Linked DNA regions of Pan troglodytes: region 2 is linked to region 1. A link is a contact called in public Hi-C data. All regions are on one chromosome and are shown on one strand. The core of a region is the stretch at or near the end of the contact, and the rest is flanking DNA. Distances in the headings are between cores, read along the strand shown. Region 1 overlaps SORBS2 (sorbin and SH3 domain containing 2). Region 2 has its middle 53 kb from the start of TLR3.

Region 1 (7,384 bases), core at 2,513-5,012:
AACTTTCTCAGTCTTCATTTTTTTCCATTTGTGTAAAACACAGACAGCAGTAATGTGTTGTTCTTCCTTGCAGAGGAGTTTTGAGCATTACATGAGATAATACATATGAAAGCCATATGGAATTTTTTAGGAGGTTATCATATGTTTTAATGAGATATTTAATTTTAACAAAACATATCAGATGGGTAATACCTTTAAATCAAAACGTTAATTTTGGTTATTTTTTGATGACAAAGATAACAATTTGTGTCTAGAAAACTGTTTCTCAATTTTAAGGCCTCACATAATCATCCTGAGGAGATTGGTATTAAAATGAGACCCCTTTCACACACGATGTGTGTGTTTTGGTGGGATGCTGTGCCCTATATGATCATCAATTACTCTATTATAAAATTTTTATTTGTTTTTTTTTTAGTGAAGATGGGATTTCGCCATGTTGGCCAGGCCAGTCTCGAACCTCTGGCCTCAGGCAATCCACACACCATGGCTTCCCAAAATGCTGGGACTGGCTGGGTGCAGTGACTCATGCCTGTAATCCTAGCACTTTGGGAAGCCAAGGTAGGTGGATCACGAGGTCAGGAGTTAAGACCATCCTGGCCAAGGTGGTGAAACACCATACAAAAATTAGCCGGGCGTGGTGGCTGGTGCCTGTAATCCCAGCTACTTGGTAATTGCTTGAACCCGGGAGTCGGAGGTTGCAGTGAGACAAGATCACACCATTGCACTCCAGCCTGGGTAACAGAGTGAGACTCCATTTAAAAAAAAAAAAAAAGTGCTGGGACTACAGGCATGAGCCACCACGCCTGGCCTGATCATCAATTACTCTTAATGGTACAACGGGGTGTTGAATACAATTTTTCTGGAATGGGTATGATAACACTTAACCAGTATTAATAAGAAATAATTGTTATATTCTTATTTATTAATTGCTAGGATAGCATAGGCCTTGGGTTTAATCAGAGCTGAGCTTGGACCCTGGCTTGGACATAACGAGCTGCATGAGCTGAGTAAGTTCCTACCATTTTCTAAACTGCAGTTTCTTCCTCTTTAAAATAGAAAGTATCTCACTGGGTTGTTCTCGGAATCAAATGATATGACACAGAAAAAGCACTTAGCCTAGTGCTTGGCTTGTAATGAGCGCTCAATGAAGGTTACCTATAAGTAGAAGTATTAGTCATAATCCCAGTAAAAATAACACAATAAAAAAGTGTTTATAAATTTTTATTTTCATGCAGATAGTTTGTATAAAAATATTTCAGTGGAGAAAGGAAAACTCGTATTAGCTTGAAAAACTGGTAGAAACAAGTCACAGACACTTATTAACTAATGCCTCATTATGATTTTTGAATAACTTTCCTTGCTTTCAAAAATGTCTCTTATTAATAGACCTGGGGAAACAGAAAATGAACTGCATAGCCTGTAGCCTGGTACACCAAAGGAAGTACATGTCCATTATTTCTATTTACTTGTCTCTTATATGTATGTATTGATCAAAAAGCAGAAAATGTGTCCATATTACTTCAAGTCTAATTTAGGGCACTCCAGTATCATGAAACAAGACAGGGAAAACATTTGCTACAATCTCAGCAGAGGAGGTCAATATGGTATATGTATAGACTAGCAAGATTATACATCCACTCTCTCTGTGACAGGTGCACTGATTCTTCTACTGAATGCCATACAGCCTTATTTTTATCCTAAGCGAAATACAGGCCACCCTGGGGGGAAATGCCTTACTTTTCTGTTGAAGACCGATCTCTTGGTCGAAGCGGTGGGACTGGAGGTGGAACATGTGGGGGAGGCACTGGGGAGGACACATCCTTAAAGGCATTGGGGCTGTTGTCAGAGTGGCTTTTGGAAAGAGGTCTGTAGGTTTGGGTCTTTGCAGCAGGGTGTGACTGAGCACTGTAGGGTGGGTTGTACAGACCTATCATGACAAAAAACAAAAGCAGACAAAAAACAGAAGCAAATAACCTCTTAAAAATGAATTAAATTATTTGTCCCCCTCAAAATAGCCAATGATTGCATAGAAATTATTATCAATAAGCATATTCATAATGCATACATTAGAAGGTAGTTTCCTATTAATTTATTAATATTAATGTACTAATTTCCATTAATTTATTAATTACAAATTTATTCTGTACCTAAGCCCTGATTACAGTAAATCTTTGTCAATTATTTCAGAACTAGTAATAATTCAGACTGGTACTAGGAATAAACTTATAAGCACTCAGCAAATTTTCTCTTCAATTGTATACACTAAGAAAATGGTTCAGTTTTCAGAGCAAGATTAAAAACGGAACTGTTTCCAAATATCTTCTAATAATTTAAAAACCCTGATTTACATATGAAAATTGACATGCTAATTGTAGTCAAACAAAATATTGCACACAGTTGTGTTTATAAAGTGCTGTGCAAGGTACAAGGAAACATGAGTCCTCAATATGCTTAGAGTGCACCTGGGATAATCAGACACAAATAGAATTATGATGGAAAATAATTGGTAAAAGATAATAAAGACCAAATGAAGAAAACACATAGTAAGAATTAAAGGATGTTAGTAGGTGGTAGATTGCTCAGAGAAGGTATTATGGAACCCAAGAGTCCAGAGTCAGCCCTGAATGAGTTTCAGTGAGCAGGGCAAGAGGGGAGCAGGGATGGTATAGAAAAAAAGGCAGAAAAGTGCAAGGTGTGAAGCCATGGCTTGCACGGTTAGTAGAGAGCAAAGAGACTAGCTGCAGTTGACTCGTCCACTGATCAAATGATCAGCTTGTAGGGCTGTACAAAGTAATATGTCACTGCTGTTCCATTCACTAATCACTAATGTGACACAAACCTCAATATTAAAACAGTTATAAAAATTCTAAATTTTCCTGCACCCAATCATTGGAGCTAATTCTATTTGTACCCGTTCGCTTCTCCTGAAAGTCCATGCACATTTCCACAGCAAATGAAAAGAGACAACATCTACACTTACAGTTTTGCTTGGATTCAACAGTTGGACTTCAACTTTTGAGCTAAATAAAGGAGGTGAGTTTGGTGGGCGTGGGAGCAGGGATGAAATTAAGGGAAACATCTTTGTGGGCCTCAAGCTATCAGTGGGGCGAGCCAAGACTTAAACCCAGAGGGCTTGCTGAGTTTGTTCTACTGATTTTCCCTCTATCAATTTGTCTTTGGAGATAGGAGCACAATCCCAAATAGTTAAAGGGCCTGAATGTGGTCTCCAGGGGTGCAGAACAGGAGGATCATGCGACCCCAGGCTGCCCAGAGGACCCCAAGTGAGGTTGCAGCTGCTGAAGGGGAGGGGAGCAGTGCCAGCCTCCGAGCCTGGTCTAAAGAAAGAAGAAAAAAAATAGTTGTGCACCTGTCCTGAGCCTGTGACTGGGCAGGGAGAGGAGCCCTGGGCAGAATCCCAAGGCAACACTCAGGAGAAAGTGATGAAGGGAAAAACATGTGTCAGGGGTCCCTCCTTCCAGCCTGCAGACCCCTGCACGAGATACCAAGGCTCGCCAATCCAAGTGGCAGTGCCTGGAACTGAAGCCATTCTATTGTGACCACTGGCAATTCTGAGTCAGAAAAGTGGCCCCGCCAAGGGGGATTTTTAAACTCTTTCAATGAATGGTTGCATTTTGGAGCAAAAGGCAGGGACAAGGTCACAGAATACTTTGTTTGACTTGTTTTTGGTGAAGTGTATCTGAAAGATCTTACACAATTGTAATCATTCTCTCTGCAGATAAAAGATCTTTATCTTATTTTGTACCCTGGGTTACAGTGTGTCCTTTCAGCCTATCCTTCACACTTTGGTTAAACATTCCTGAAGCTGAGAATAAACCAATAGTGGGAATGAATGAGATAAACCAGTATTAGTTCTCATTTCCATGAGAAAAGTCAATCCTTTTGTTACGCATGCTCTGAGAAAAGAAAAGAAATCCTCCTCCTAATATATGAACTGAAAACACGTGCTCAAACAAAAGGGGAAAAAAGGTGACCGTGTCGTTCTTCCAAACATTGCTGAGCATAAAATAGTCATTGCGAGCAAGGAAACCCATCCTACCTGCATTGTATGTATAAGGAGTATTATACATGTCTGTGTCATCATCTAGAAAATGAAACATAAATATTATGGTAATATAGATTGTCACCAAAGGACAACGAGACAGCAGAACTTCAGACAAACAACAGAAATTTGTTAGAAAAGCAATGTATTTTTCCTAGTTCATAATGCCATTTTCTTTCTTTCTTTCTTTTTTTTTAAAGAGACAGGGTTTTACCCTGTCGTCCATTCTGGAGTGCAGTGGTGATCATTGCTTACTGCAGTCTCCAAACCTCCAACCCCTGGGCTCAAATCATTCTCCCACATTAGCCTTCTGAGTAGCTGGGATTACAGGTGTGTGCCACCACAGGCCTCTGCAAACTGCCCTTTTTTGTCTGTAACATATTTGTCTTGCTGCCCTCTTCATAGCATGCAAAGTCAGGCCCTTGTCCTCGCTTCCCCAGAACCCTCTCTGCTCTGGATCGCAAATTTCCTTTACTAAGTGCTTTAGTGGTCTCCTGTCTACAGAGCAGGCTCAGGCAGACCCGCGCAGGCTCACTCTCCTGATGAGAGCAGACAGGGGTGGACAGAGGAACAATGTGTTTTTCACCCAGGCAACACACCAATTTAGACTGTGGACAGGGGAGGATGGAGGGCTGAGGCCAGAGTGCCTGGTTGTCCTCCATGGGGAGGCTTCTTGGCAGCTCAGGTGGGAGGCAGAGGCACAGGGATCTGTCACCGGAGGGGTGACAGAAGGAGAACAGGAGACATGCTGAAAACAAAGGGGACACGGAGTTTGCTGGGGTCTTGACATTGTGTGTGAATCAAACCGATGCAAAAGACGAATGTACTCCCTTCAACCCACAAGGACCTCATCAGAAAGCAGAGCAGCAGACATACCCGGCTTGTGCACCATGTGAATTTGCTTAAACATCGTCTTGTACCAGTCCTTGGGCCGGTCGACTGTCTGTAATGAAGAGAGCATCCAGTGGTTACAAACTGGCTTCCAATCAACATCGCTTCTCAGTGTTTTCATTTCTCTATTTTATGTTCTTAATAACAGAGTCCCATTCTGTGATAAAATGTTCTGACTCTTTGCTATGGCTTCATGACAATTTCAGCAATTTACTTAGTTATGTGTGCAGTTTGTAAACATATGGCCTTGTGTTTGAATTTAGGCTGAGTTGGAACATTAGATGCTATGGTTTTATTTTTTCAAGTTATAGCTGTACCCAGCACTAGAGAGTTGATATTTGCACAAATATATAAAGTTCACTTAATGTAAGTTATTGTTGTACTAATTTGTTTAACTCCTTTTGGTAGATAATGATCATTATCCTTAGATGCTTTTTATTGAATGTTCTGTAAGACAGTGTTTTCAGAATTAACTGGGGAATATTTTTGACTCAAATTGTATTCTGATCAGCGTGGCTCTAGAGAAATAAATTTGCTATTTACTAGTCTAAGCTACTAAAATACTGAATGTAGTAGGCATCCCAGAGTCCTACAGAAAATTTAAGAATGTAGATATTGCTTCAAAAATGCTAATATGATAACAGAGTGTATACAACATTTGCTCGGCTAAAATTGTAGGTTCCTTGAGAGTAGAAGTCCTTACGGATCCAGGCGTCGGACATGAGGGGAGCAGTAGGCTGTAGTGGAAAGATGAAATTAATGTAGAGTCTTGAACTAAGATTCAAATCTTGGTTCCTTAAATTGCTGCTTAATACACCCTAGCAATACGAATTTGGGCAAGTCATGTCACCTTCTTGAGCCTCAGTTTTCTCCTCTCTAAAATGACATAATTATATCTAAGTCATAGGATTGTTATGGAAATCGAATGAGACAATGTATACACAAGACCTAGAACAATGACTAGAATATAATAACTACTCAATAAATAATAACACTAGGGAACTGCAAATATTTGTAGAATGAAATAATGAATGAACGTAGCCTATTGGATAGAGCTCTGCCTTTCTGGATACCTGTAAAAGTAGACACATGCTTTTATAATCATACTCACAGATTTTGCTTGGCAAGATCTTACCCCAACTCTCTGAGAGCTACCTGGGCAACAGGCTTGATGATTCTGCTTATAGTAACTAAACACACCAGACGTTCCAAGACTGATCTCGATTTAAAAACTTCTGTTAGGACTGATACAAAAGCATTCTTATACTTAATAGACTGAGCTTTGGGTTAGATTTTATTGCCTGATCTTTTTTTCCCCCAGAAATGTGGTCACTGCATTTTTCATCTGGACATTCAGGGTTTTGTGCTATATCTAAATTTATTTTGACCTCTGAGAATATATTATTCTGAAAAATCACCCCGAATACAGGTTAACATGAAGGGCCACTTGACTTCGTTGTGAGTCAGCTCTTCATTCTCGGCTCTTTCTCCATGGAAGAGTTGAGGTTATTGATCGAATATTCAGTCAAAGGATGGGACATGGTGGAAGGGATTGCAGTGGTGAAGCAAGGGTCTATTATTTGCTGGTTCAAAGTTGCTAAACATGTATCTTTCAAGAAAGTTTATTTTTATAAAGGACTGATTTCTCTTTCATTAAACCTCATTTCTTTTACTGTACTAAAGCAACAGAAAATACAACATAATGTTGTGCAAAAATGTTTTCCTGGACGTGCTGATGGCAACAAGGAAGGCTACTAAGTCAGTCCTATCACTGTATATGGCAATACATGTTGACAGACAGGTTTTTTTTTCTTCACTTGCTGGAGGGCCTATATCAGGTAGGATCTCACAGTGATGCCATCTGCTAGCTTTATATGGTGAGCACAAAGATGCCAGAAAATGCCCTGCTGGCAAAGGGAAATATGAAGCTGGAAAAATAAAATACTAAAACTCTATGTCCCTTTCTAAAAGAAGTACTCTAAGCATTTAAAGTTCCTTTTGTAAATGCCATCATGGAGATCGCTATGCCTAAGGCTGAGAAAAAGAAAATAGTCTACTCAAATTTCAGGAAGTTTACTTTTGTATGTAAAATCATTTTGCATGAAAAATAGCTACTAGCAATTCACTATGCCGTTTTTTCTACAACCTTGACTAAATAGACCTGAATTTTTACATTCCTACAGTTTTCAAAACATCAGAACTCTACACTGATTTAACACGCAGAGATTTCAAAAAAGAAAAAAAAGGACATATTTTCTACATAGCAGTATACAGTGACTCTGTTCTATTTTTTTCTCCTTTTCAGTTTTGAAAATACTCAAACAAGTGTTATATTGGAAGTAGAAGAAAAGAATCTTGTATTTCACTTAACTAGCTGGTCTTAATGACACAATCTCATGGGAGCTGAGCCCTGGCGATTTTTGTTGTTTTGAA
Region 2 (7,384 bases), core at 2,807-5,306, 370 kb after region 1:
TCCTCTTATCCAAATTTTAGAATGTGCATCCTTTCCAATCTTTTTTGTTGTTAATGTAGTTGTTTGTTCATATGCCAGTACCGCAGCTACAGAGGCCCTGAAATGCCAAGAATTAACTTCTTTTCTTCCCTATACTGTTTTAAAGCACAGGTTTTGTTATAATTTTGATAGGGCAAGACCAGTAGATAGGAGATGACTACCATTGAAAAAAAAGTCTGATGCTCACAGATGCCAAGAGGAGTGAGCGCCTACAGTGTGTGGCCACACGGGTAGCACCCGGGTCAGGCAGGAGGCAGAGTGAGCAGGGGGAGAATGCTGGGGAGAGGATTCCATGGGAAGGAGCAGGCAAGGCAGGGTGAGCAGGCTCAGGGTGGAGAGTTTGAATAATTTCAGCAGACTCTGGGCATAGGGCCTGTCCCTAACTGTCTGATACCTGGTTTGGGGTGATCAGGGCAGGGGGAATCATGTTGAATTTGAGATCCCCAATAGAGGACGTGGTTAGGGGCATGGGCTTTGGATTGGTTCATTTGCATTTGAAAGGCTCTCGCTGGAGGCGGGGGTCCTTCACTGTCTCTAGGAATTGGCTAACTAGAGACAGTAGTAAGCTAACTGACTGCCAGTCCCCCCAGGCTCAGCCAGACCCCAATGTCAAACCATAAATATACATAAAATAAAAAGACATGGTTAGACACATGCATTCTGCAGTGTCAAATAACACTTGGGCAATGGAAAATTCATATCTAGTCTCCCAGGTGGGGAAAAAAAAAAAAGGAAATAGCAAGAGCAGTTACTATTGCAAAGTGTTATCCCACTAAACACCCTCTATCTTTCTGTGTTTTGTAGCATGAAGCTTTGTTACCATGACGTCACATGCTATCCATGGGGTTTTGTTGCTGTTACAGAGGTCCCCGTGATATGCTGTCCTGCATTTCTAGAAATGTCTTTGGTTTGGAAGCCTGACACCACCGAAAGAGAACTGCAGTGCAAATGGTTTTGAAATCCTCCACTAATCATCCTAGAAGCTCAGCTAGTTCCAGGGCCTTCCATAATTCCAATTCCAAAGGACTTCATATCAAAACATTTTTTGCTTATTTTGCTACCCCCCCAAGATTGCATTTATCCCTTCTCTGGAGATTTTAACAGCTAGTGAGCTACCCTAGGCTCTGGTGGCACCTTCTATAAGTGACCCTTGACCTTCCACTTTCCTGAACTGATGAAAACATAGCTGTGTTAGCTCAAATAAATATTTCCTAACTGCCTGCTTTGGGGAAAATGCTGTGTGAAATGCTTGATGGATTTATTTATTCAACACCTGTTTATGAAGTGTTGATTATGTGCTAGACACTTTTGCAGACATTGAGGATACAATAGTGAACTAAATAGACAAAGCTCCCTCATGGAGCTTATTTTGTAGTGGGGTAGGCGGGTGCTGGCAATAAACAAGGTGAAAATATATGGCATGTCAGGTGGTGATAAAAGCCAGGGGGTAAAATGATGCCAAGATGGGGGAGAGGAGGCCTGCCACTTTAAATAAGACAGTAAGAAAAGGTCTTTGTGAAGGTGACATTTTAGCAAAGATTTGAAGGATGTCTCTGAGAGAGGATTGTTGGAGATGGACACAAGAGGGATTGAGCGAGAAACACAAGCAGTGGCAGCTGAAACCTGGGTTGCTCAAAATGGAGTTTATGGAGAGTGTGTGTAACAACAATAAGATAAAAAAAAGGAGAGATATAAGATCAGTGCCTTCACCTCAAGAACTTCATGGTCTCATTAGAGAGGTTTCCTAACAACAAACCATTAGAAATGAGACAGAGCAGGGATCCCTCTTAGGGGCCTGCAGGTCCCTCAAGCATGAAAGAAAAATCTTGAGTTTCTTCAAGGGGAATTCCAGGCACCCAGCTATCCCTGAAGAGTAAATGAGCAACTTGACCAGCAAGAAGGTAATAGTAGCTTAAAACAATAACCAAGGGAGTTGAAGTCATGGGGTGTTTGGTAAAGTCATGGGGTATTTAGATAAAGCTTCACCTCCTTACCCAATTGCAAACCCCAACATCTTTGAATCCACCTGTGACCTGTGGAACCCTGCTTCATGACACCCTACTTTTTTAGGCCAAACTAATATATAGCCTCAATATATTAATTGACTTCTTTGCCTGCAACCTCTGCTTCTCCAGATTTAAAATCTCCTACCTGTAAGCCACCGAGAGGTCAGGTCTCAATTGTAAGCTGCCCAATTCTCTTTCCTTGGCATCCTGCAAATAAACGCCTTGCTTTCTCCTGCTGCAAACCACGGTGTGGATGTTTGGCCTCACCCCACGGGAGAGCAGACACCAGTTCATTTCAGTAACAGAAATAGGTCATTAAAGATGGATTCTGTCTACAGTTCACCCAAGCAAGTGAAGTCTGTGTTAAAATACTCAATAGTATCTCTCTTAGCTCTTGCCAGAATGAACATGAAGTCAATGACAGGCTGGTAACTCATAAAATTAAGGCAGATCTCCACACTCATCGTCTCCACTCTCACCTAACACTTCGTCAGCATCTACTGTAAACAGTTTACTCTACTGAGTGTAGGAAGAGGCACAGTCGTGAATGTGAGCTTCCTGAGTGGGGACGTCCTGCGCTGTCACTTTTAAGGAAGGCTTCACGTAGGCCATGCTGGAACCCAGAGTGCCTGAGACAACCGCTAGGGAGGAGACTGCCTGGGGCCTATGGCTGAAGGAGAATGAGCCAGGGCTTCTCACAGACAGACATGGGTGTAAAGGGAAATGAGGGAAGGAGTTTGGCCTTCATGTGCTGGTCCTTACCCTGGGTCGATGGCGGTGGATGCAGGGCGAGGTGTGAAAGAGACAATCCTACTTTACTGAAGGTCTTGGGAGCTCAGCAGCGTGGACTTGCCGGGATTCAGCTCCCTGGGCCCTGCCCTCTTCTGCAATATGGACAGCAACTGGGTAAGGAGGCGTTGAGAGAAGAGACTAGTAGAAGGGCAGGTGTGCAGAACCGAACATGGAGGGCATTGGTGAGACGTCCCAAGGCTTCCAGGAATAGCTGCAAAGAGCACAGGGCTGCCTGGAGAGCCTGTGTCTGCAGCAGAAACCAGCACCTGCAGGACAGGCCATGGCTGTGAGGGGGATGTTGGAGGTGCTCGGCTTACTGAGCTCTGGAGCCAGCATCATATGTGAATATGTGTTAGCACGTGGCCCAGCACTGTGTGATTCGTAGTAAATCTTTACAGAATTGAAATCTATCTGGTGTCTCTAGAAATTGATTTGAAGCACAAGGTAGCAGAAAGTACTTGTCAGAAGGAGACAGATGCTCAGTTCGGAGGAGGGAGAAACAGGGAATCCAGAGGAGGGCGAAGGCGTCACCTGTGAGGCCAGGCGTGTGGCCTTGAGCAGCCCCGTCGTGTTGCAGAGGTTTCACAGATCAGTAGTTACTGTCTTCATCTGGACTATAGAGAGCACATATCACATAGGCCACAAAGTCTGTCATTCTCCACAGTAGAAAACTTTTACAGGCTGTTTTTATCTCCAGAAACACTGGATTGTTTGGCAGTAACCAGAAACATCTTTCCACCCACACACGCCCACGGAAGCATGTTGAACATCAGTGAAGTACGTTACACTGGGGATTGTCCCGCATATCTTCTTATATAGCAGTTTTTATCTAGTAGTTCGTTAGGGGAGCAGAGATTTTTTTCTCTCTCTCTCCCCTCCCTTTGTAATTTTCAGAATAGCGAATAGCATGATCAAAGCCATCATCTCCTGTTTTCCTTTCTCTAGAGATTAAATAAATCAGGCTGCAAAATCTCTGAGCCTATGATAACAATCACTCATTGATAGCTTATCACTTAGGAAGAGGTTTCAAGGGCTAAAAGACGTAATGAAACCCCAACGCAGAACATGTAAATGAACAGACTGTTTCTTTCCCCTCATACATCCCACACTACTCAGTACAGAGGCCAAAGCTCTGTGAGTGCACAGGGCTGGGGAACGAGGTGCCATCTGGAACTGGAGATGCAAAGCCACATCCCATCCCTGATCCGTATGGCCCAGGCCCAGCCTGGGAAGCTGTGGGGTATACTGACTGCAGGGGTCCCATCATTTCTCCTAGAACGGGTTCTCCGCGCGCTGTGCAGAGAACAATACTGTCCTCTAGCGGTCAGAGATCAGAACTGGAAATCAAGAAGCTTGTTTTTATTTCTCCTCCCGATATTGTCAGTGATTCCCAGAGCAATATACCACTCCCAAAGCAAAGGGAATGGATTGACACAGTTCACAAAATCCAGGCCAGAATCATCCTGGCTTTGCCTCCCTTGTCTGGGTAATGACAGCTGCAGGGTTTGATCTGTTCTTTGGGGCAGTGAAGCATGTATTTAATCTATCCTTAGTTCAGCTTTGCCAAGGGAGAATCAAGATTTTTCTATCTTTATTAAATATGCGTGTAATTTGTCATCAGCTAAATGAGCAAACAATATCTCCTTGTCCACCTCATAGACTTATGATGAGAATCAAATAAAAGCATAAAACAATGTAAAAGTATAAAACTGAATAAATGAGTTATTATTGAGGAAAATGCACATTTATCTGTTATTTAAAACACTTCTTTAATTCACTTCTATGTTTTAGGATTTTTACCTAGATATATAACATCACAATTTATATACATGCAATGAAAACATAATTTATATTCTATGTAATTATGTCCTTTCTAGCCCTACCGATAAGTCTTACCATGAAGAAAACGCTTTATTTTTTTGTGACTTTAAACTCTGGACAATATGTGTCTTCAACCTCTTATAATTCACCCACAGGGATTCTCTTCAAGGATGGTATAACCCACATTTCCAGAGCAGCCACACAGGACAGCCGCCTCTGCACAACCATTACCATAAGCATGGGTGTGTTTGGTACAGACAGAAATGGATGATGGGGAGTATGGGCCCTACGTTGGTGAAGGTAATATTTCCTACCAGATACCACCACCAATTTGCTTAAAATTGCTTTCAAGCTATTAAAATACTGAGAAGGGGATGATCATAAATACTTAGATGGCTGAATTTTTTGCTACATTAGGATAAAAATTGGATGGTAATACTTGGGTTCAAATTATATAACAGCGTAGTGATTTTTTTTCACCCTTGCAAGAAAAATATTCTCAATGAAATATCAGATTCAGAAACAAAACAACAGAAAATGTCTTTTCATATGCTTCAGTAGGGAAACGGGATGCAAAGGAACACTTCCAATAAGGAAACATTTGCTTAAAGTGATTTTTAAGGAAAGTTCTTTTATAATGACCTTTAAAATAGTTAAGATCATACCTGGTGGCCGGGCGCGATGGCTCATGTCTGTAATCCCAGCACTTTGGGAGGCCGAGGCACCAGATCAATTGAGGTCAGGAGTTTGAGACCAACCTGGCTAACATGATGAAACCCCATCTCTACTAAAAATACAAAAAAAAAAAAAAAAAAAAAAGTTAGTGGGGCATGATGGTGGGCGCCTGTAATCCCAGCTACTCAGGAGGCTGAGGCACGAGAATCACTTGAACCCGCGAGGCGGAGGGAGCAGTGAGCCAAGATCAGGCCACTGCACTCCAGCCTGGGCAACAGAGCGAGACTCAGTCTCAAAACAAATAAAATAAATAAAATAATATAAACAGATCATATCCGGCAAATGTTGACAACTATTTTACCTTCATACTTATTCAAAAGTTCAAAATATTAACAGCAAAAGACTTAAGTAGGAGTGCCAAGGCAACCACAAACGGGCCAGCAGTTTAGTTTGCAAACAGAATTGAATTGTACAGGGCAGGGCTCACACACTGACCCCAGCCCAGGGGGACCCTTAAATATCAAGGCAGGAGAGCATTGGTGTGTCAGCCTACGTGGGACCAAACTGCAGAATTTCCTACAAGATCCGTCTTTCCTCCTGTTTTATAGTCCGATACTCTCTTTGTCAACCTGTTTCATTAGTTAGTAGGTCACAAAAAGGGAAACTTCTCAATTGCTGAAAAATCTTTCTCTAGTTCTTAGAATCACAAGGTTCGTGCCTGTAACATACATGCTTTATATCTATTCGACAGTTGCCATCCAGTGTGTATTGTTACCACGTTTAATACATTAAAGTAAATCCCACTGCACCGCGCGCGTGGACTGCCGTGCACACTGACTGCGCTCTTCTTGTTCAGCATGGCTCCGCTTTTAGAGCTGTGGTCTGTGTGTGTTTGTGTGGATGATGTGCACGGCTTTCTGAAACGATGCTCCAGTGGTGGAGAAGGGGACAGCGGGGCTGGACTCTGCCCACCCTGGCCCAGCTGGGCACCCAGCGCCCGTCCTGGCTTCCGCTCCTGTTCTGCCCATCTCGCCAGATTCCGAGCCTGGGTTTGTTCACAGACTGATCCCCAGACTCCCACGCCTGGGACTTGACACCTTCTGCTAAAACTCTTCTCTAAATTCAGCGTGCCGCAGGCTCACCTTTCACAAAACGACTAGATTTTGGCTGATGAGCCCTGTTCTCGTGGGCGTCTGACTGTAGTGAGTCCTTGTTTGGGCTGCACCGTTCCTGTCTCGGCACCGATGTAGTCGACCGTCCAGGTGAGGCCGAACCAGGAGAGCTTTGGCAGCGGTGAAGCCTCTCCATTCTTTCCAGACCAGTGCCGACATACACCCCAGTGGTTCCAATAAATAAACTAATATCCAGACATCCACCCCTCCAGGGACAACAAATATAGAGGTTAATACAAATATTGAGAGGACAGATGGGGCGTGGTGGCTCATGCCTGTAATCCCAGCACTTTGGGAGGCCGACGCAGGTAGATCACTTGAGGTCAGGAGTTTGAGAGCAGCCTGGCCAACATGGTGAAACCCTATCTCTAGTAAAAATACAAAAATTAATCATGGTGGCAGGCACCTGTAATCTCAGCGACTCGGGAGGCTGAGGCAGGAGAATTGCTTGAACCCAGGAGGCAGAGGTCGCAGTGAGCCGAGATCACGCCACTGCACTCCAGCTGCAGCCTAGGGCCGAGTGAGACCCTGTCTCCAAAAAACAAAACAAACAAAAAATAAATAAAATAAAATAAAATAAAAATAAACAAATATTGAGAGGACAAATATGAAAGAAAGCAGATTAGACATTGGCATCAAGCTTTTTAAAGAAAAAAATACTGATTTTATTCAAATGCAGCGAAGTTTCTATTATTAATACTGCCACCGCAGAACCCGCTGACCTTGCAAAATGCTGGGTTCACCTGCAGGACGCAGACACAGAGCTCACTGTGGCTAAGACCAGGTCAGCCTATGGGATCTAGAGAGTTCTGATCCAGGCAAACTCTACCAGGAAATGGAACTCTTATCAGAGAATGAGGAATAGAAGGAACACTTTTC

Evidence for each region. A called contact is a pair of places that touch in the nucleus more often than the background predicts.
Region 2: a Hi-C map of stem cell-derived neural progenitor cells shows a contact between it and region 1, with 5 times the contacts expected there. The contact joins two enhancer-like sites. A contact is called at or near these places in 4 of 7 Hi-C or Micro-C datasets (blood, induced pluripotent stem cells and stem cell-derived neural progenitor cells) and 1 of 1 other capture datasets (stem cell-derived neural stem cells).

The regions. Positions count from the first base shown.
Region 1 is chr3:187,290,014-187,297,397 of NHGRI_mPanTro3-v2.0_pri, forward strand. SORBS2 (sorbin and SH3 domain containing 2) reads right to left here. Exons shown (of 31, transcript XM_016952610.4): 11 at 4,937-5,003; 12 at 4,058-4,102; 13 at 1,738-1,927. Among named protein-coding and RNA genes, the nearest start is that of PDLIM3, 120 kb to the left of the region's middle. Within about 2 kb of position 3,763, at least 5 of the 24 cell types and tissues checked have an H3K27ac peak or open chromatin away from gene starts, as enhancers often do. A contact at or near this core is called in stem cell-derived neural progenitor cells and stem cell-derived neural stem cells, where this site is marked.
Region 2 is chr3:187,662,140-187,669,523 of NHGRI_mPanTro3-v2.0_pri, forward strand. No RefSeq gene overlaps it. Among named protein-coding and RNA genes, the nearest start is that of TLR3, 53 kb to the right of the region's middle. Within about 2 kb of position 4,057, at least 10 of the 24 cell types and tissues checked have an H3K27ac peak or open chromatin away from gene starts, as enhancers often do. A contact at or near this core is called in stem cell-derived neural progenitor cells and stem cell-derived neural stem cells, where this site is marked.